Linked DNA regions of Zea mays: region 1 is linked to region 2. A link is a contact called in public Hi-C data. All regions are on one chromosome and are shown on one strand. The core of a region is the stretch at or near the end of the contact, and the rest is flanking DNA. Distances in the headings are between cores, read along the strand shown. Region 1 holds the start of LOC100277347. Region 2 holds the start of LOC100282858 (plant-specific domain TIGR01589 family protein).

Region 1 (2,700 bases), core at 177-2,676, 290 kb before region 2:
AGAAAAATACATGGCTGCATCATAAGATATGTTTATGGTCGAGTTTTTTTTTGCATGAAGAAAGCTTGAGAGAGTGAAAAGGGGCAGGGCAGGTAGGTAGGTGGCAAACAATTTAAAACGGAACCCAGTAGTAGTACAGCGCAACAACTGCAAGTTTATTACGTAGACCACACACAAACAACAGGGTCCGTGACAGTTGGAACTGAAGCAACCAAGAAATTTTTTTTGAGAGGAACCCAAACACTCATTAATATTGCAGAGGAAAGAGTTGATCGAACGGTGTACCTGCAGAGCGGGAACAAGAACGCTTCGGAAGGAACAATTAACACTTGAAGAATCCAATTGTCAACTTTATTATTCGTTCATTCACAGATGAGAAATTCATTCATGTTTTTTTTTGAATCATGTAATAATCCATGACCACGATCAGATTACCATATGCACACAGAACATAGCAGGAGTAGTATATACATACACACCACAGCACCGACAGAGGATGGGCAGGATGTCTTATTCGCAAATTGGAACCCTTCCCAATTTGCCAAACCGAGGACGACGAGATGGGAATCAGATCTCCTCGACCACGATCCAGTCCTCCTCGCCGTCGGAGAACTCCAGCGCGATGGTGGTGCCAACCATGCAGAACCCCATGTCGTCGCCGTCGTCCTCCACCTCCTCCTCCTCGCCATCCTTGGCATCCAGCAGCCCCTGCTCTTCAACTGCCTGAATCTCTCCTACAGCATCCACGCCGTCCTCCTCTTGCCCGCGGCCGACGAAGAGGTCGTAGAGGTCAGAGAGCCGGCCGTCGGGCGCCGCTCCGCCCTCGTCGTCGTCCTCCTCCTCCTCGTGCCAGCTGCTTCCACCGGCCAGGTACGCCAGCAGGGAGGAGGCGGACGCGCCGCTGTACCCGGGGCCCTGGTCGACGACGCGCCAGGACACGAGGCGGTGGTTGAGCGCGACGTCGCAGGCGCGCAGCTTGCGCGCGCCCTTGGCCTTGTCGCGCGCCTTGGAGACCGGGTGCGCGTGGCAGCCCGCGCACCGGGCCCGCCGGCACTTGCCCGTGCTCCGGGACGCGTTCGTCGGCTTCCTCGCCGCCGCCGCCGCCGTTTCCACGACCGCGTCGGCGTCGGAGTTGTCGTCGCCGGCGGCCGTCCTCAGCACCTTGCTGCGGCTGCCCCGGACGGCGCCGTGCTGCCATCCGTCCCTCTTCATCGTCCGGCTTCGGCTGGGATTGCGGGTTTCGTGGGGGGTGGCTTGTTTGGTTGGAGGAGCGAGGAGAGGAGGTAGTTGGCGATGGCAATTGGCAACTAACTATACAAGCAAGGGGAAAGGGCAGGACCATCAGACCATGCGCGTGTGGATGGTTGGGCAAGTGTGTTGGAGTCGCCAAGGCCAACCATGGCCGCACCGCACCGGTGGTTTGGTTGGTCGGTTCTCGGTTGGGTGGGACTTGGGGTACAAGTATTGGAGGTAGAAGTGGTGGGCAAGCAAGCAAGAGTGTGGACCGGATCAGGAAACCCAAATCAAATGGGAGGTCGGTCAAGGAAGCTAATTCTATTCTTCATTGCACTAATACAAAAAGGTATTCTTTTTTTACGCGGTTGCTTTCGGGACTATAATACATTATATTATATTATAATATGTTATATGATAATATAATATTTTTTAAAAAAAATTAATTTTTTCCTAAGAGAAAGGGTCAGTTCGTTGATTGAAACAGGGTTACAAACAGAGAGTGCAGTAGACTGAATCTCCTCACAAGGTTGTAGGTCCTGACACGATGTTACGTTCCTTGGAGGAATCGAGAGAGAATTCCAGACTTTCTTCTCCTCTTCATCCCGTCCCGTGCGACGTGCGCGCCGCAGCACGATTCCTAGGCTATTTTTCTTCTACGGACTCCGAAACAACCAACCGGCGACGTACGGAACCGATAACTCAAGTAGGATGTAAATACGAAAATACTCTGATCCCAAAACACATGTCATATCGCCATTCGTTTCTGAAATCAACACCACCCATGTTTTCCACTCGTCTCATCCAAACTATTTGTTTTAGACAAATTCGTAACCGATCCCAAAACTAGACTAGATTTTACATCCCACATGTTCTACAGTTTTCCCCCCACACCTACTCCGGTCCTCCCTCGGTGGTCGGTGCAACAGGCGAGTGGGCCCGAGGGACAAGAGTGGCCGCTACTGCCAATCCATCTGTGCTCTGGAGGACAGCAGCAGCATACAAGATAGCTGACTCAGAATCTGACAGTTTGTGATGATGTAAATGCTTGTCAGTTTGAAACTCCAGTGCTGCTTTCATATAATTGCGTCGATTTTACAGCTCTACACAAGTCATTGTTTAATCTACAGTATTGTGCGTACGCAATATATATTCGTGAATTTTGGAGAAAATTTTTCATTCCAGACAACGTATCAAGCTCTCACATGTGGGACTGGAACAAAAAGGCCGCTTGAGCTCTTCACGTTTCGCGACACGACCGAACAGCAACCATGCACACGCAGCTTAACTCTGTCTCTAGTCGAACAGGGAGAATCCCATGTCGTCGTCGCTCTCTTCCTTCTCCTCTTCCTTCTTCTCCTCCTTGGGAGCTTCGGCCGCAGCACCACCCGACGCGGCGGCGGACGCGCCGCCGCCGCCGCCGCCACTAACCATCATCGCGCCACCACCGACGATCACCTGCACAGG
Region 2 (2,700 bases), core at 68-2,567:
ATTGTTTACTTCAAACATTGTACGGAGACTAAAAAGGCTCAGTTATTGTTGTAAAGCATTATATCTGCATTGCATCATAGTACAGAATCACAGATGTAACATTGGACCAATGGTAGAATAAGATCTGTATATGAATTAACTTCGGACCGACTTGCAAGCAAGAGGAATGAGTCGTCTGGCTGGACGAGAGGAAGAGGAGAGAACGAACAGTGAGCGTTACCAAGTTCAGTGATACAAGGCTCTATCCTGGAGTGGTGGGAGAGGGCATCAACCACTTCTTTCTTGTTCATGTACATCTGAAGGCAGCGCTCTATAAGATTCTGGACCTGTGCAACAGGAATTAGCAGGCGGAGTCAGATGAGCCATCTTATCAATCCATCAAAATAAGCATCCACAAACTCTTTTAGGTACAATTCGCTCCATACTGAGGAAAAAGTTGGCAGAATACAGGATTCGCTGAAACCCTAGGTTAGCAAATCTTACCAATCCATCAAAATAAGCATACACAAACTCTTCTAGATGTCTGTCTAGACCCTTGGTGTTCCACCCAAACCCTAGGTTAGCAATTTGAACATGGGGCCCGAAAGCAGCATGTTCCTTGACGCGGAGTCGGTACGGTACCAGCAGGCAGCAGCAAGGCCCCGGAGCAAAGCAAAACCGCAAGGAGCAGCGACAATTAAATCCGCGCGAAGCGACAATTAAAGCTGGTAGGTAGGCGAGGGAGCCCGCGCGGGGTAGACTGGGAATGGATGCAGCGGCAAAGGCGACGGAGTAGAAGTAGAGGCGAGAGTAGCGAGACCGGCCTTGTGGAGTACTTCCTCGCTAGCCATGGCGGACGCGCCCGCCGCCTTCCTCTTCGCCCCTCTCTCGCTGCCCTAGCCGCGGGGTGCCACTGCCACCTCCTCTCCTCGTTCCCGGGCAAAGGCTCCTCCACCCGCCCTAGCTCCTGCAGCAGCAGTAGAGACGGGAACGAGCGAGACAAATTAGCCCCCGCGGAGGGAGGCCGAGGGATTCAACCGGGCGGGCCGTGCCGTACCTGCCCTGCTTCGACGGGAATCCCAGCCTGCCTGCCTGCCTGCTCCGTGAGGAGGGGAGCTACAGGCGGGTGGGCGGGCAGCAGCTCGGGCTGTGTGGATGTGAGGCGAGCTCTGTGCGATCAATCAACCAATCCACTTCCACTGGGAAGGGAAGGGAGCGAGCGAGGTGGGCTGGGAAAAAAAGAAAAAAGGAAGGAAAAGGAGGAGGAAAGAGCTGCGAGCGAGGTGGTGGACTGGTAGTGGAGAGCGAGAGGCGCTCCCGGCCCCACCCACTGTTCCTGTCGCAGGCCGCCGCTCTGGAATCCGGTTATCCGGGGCTCAGGGAAATATTTGATACACCCCGCACCCAGCACCACCACTGAATCTTTCTCCTTTATTTTCTTTTCTTCTCTTTTGTTTCCTGATTCACATTGTTTCACTGCTTGTTTGTGCCACACAGTTGGGTATCCATGCGCTGTCTGTCTTTTCATTTCAGGCCATTTACTGGTGGTTTATCATGTCACTGTACCAGCCCAGCTCAGAGTCCTAAACCCAACTTCAGTTTACCAAGTAACTAACAGGAACAGAGTGTGTTTTCGTCTTTGTATAACAGCTATTAGTGTCACTGCATGATTGGATGGATGGCAACTGGTGGTAGGTAGGTGTGTGATGGTGGTGGTGGTGGGGAGCACAAATAAAATAAAATATACAAAGACGCACCACCATCAGCATCATCGTATATCTATACTGCATGCTTAAGTTTATCTCCAACAGCATCACTGCCCTAACACATATTTGACTCCTTGTTTCAAACTACACTCTGTTTACACATTTGCACCACCCGGTTTGGCCTTTTCCGCTTTCAGGAAACTGCACTGCACAGTTGCACTTCGCATCCACGTAAGTACAGTACAGGGAGGAGGGGCACCATCCTGTTGCTGCCAAGTGCAGAGACATTCGACGGGCCCCAGATTGTGAGAGCAAGCAGTGTCCGAAAAGACGATAGGAAAGACGAATGAGACCAGCCTGCCTGCACAGACAACATGTGCCTTGCCCAAGATTCAGATCTGGAGCAAGGAGAGCTTGTGCCCCAGACCTAGTACGCTGGCAGCATGGCCTTTCCTCCTGCGATGCGTAGGTTGCCAGTACCAGCTCAAACTTTGTGAACCAACCAACCAAGCAGTATGTGGTTGAATTGGAACTCGATTGTTTTCACCAGAAATTGTTATCATGTTCAAGTTGTGAAGCTTCGATAATCACATATTGATGAGTACTAAACACAACAATTCCCCGATCCACCTAAAGAGATTCTACTTTGGTATTTCCTATCTCCCATCCGTTCAGACCATCAGTTGTATATTAAACATTGTGAACCAACCAACCAGCCAGCCAACTACGGAATTGAACAATCCATACCGTTCTTTAACCTCGGCTGCTAGATTATTCCGTGGCCGATCTCGACCGAGCTGCGACCGCTGATCTCCTTCACCCGTTGCCCACTTGCCATGCCTTTAATCCTCGAGACATTCTCGCCGTCCCCAATCTCGTAGAAGTATCTCGACACCTGCAAGCTGGTGGCCGCGTCCTCTCGTCCCATGTCTACCAGCGTATCTGCCGCTCTCCTTCCCAGCGCGTCTTCGCCATGTGCCTTGCAACTCTGGACGAGCGAGCTCCACGCCTTGGT

What was found. A called contact is a pair of places that touch in the nucleus more often than the background predicts.
Region 1: a contact with region 2 is called in a Hi-C map of endosperm, with 3 times the contacts expected there. The contact joins the promoter of LOC100277347 here to the promoter of LOC100282858 in region 2. A contact is called at or near these places in 3 of 25 Hi-C or Micro-C datasets (bundle sheath, endosperm and tassel).

What each region holds. Positions count from the first base shown.
Region 1 is chr6:95,929,671-95,932,370 of Zm-B73-REFERENCE-NAM-5.0, reverse strand. It overlaps LOC100277347, which reads right to left and starts at 1,426. Exons shown (of 1, transcript NM_001150939.2): 1 at 363-1,426. The coding sequence starts at 1,212. The coding sequence ends at 568. It overlaps LOC103629584 (60S acidic ribosomal protein P3-like), which reads right to left. Exons shown (of 2, transcript NM_001329682.1): 2 at 2,279-2,691. The coding sequence ends at 2,530.
Region 2 is chr6:95,634,684-95,637,383 of Zm-B73-REFERENCE-NAM-5.0, reverse strand. LOC100282858 (plant-specific domain TIGR01589 family protein) reads right to left here and starts at 1,317. Exons shown (of 6, transcript NM_001412200.1): 1 at 1,037-1,317; 2 at 804-946; 3 at 221-326. The coding sequence starts at 830.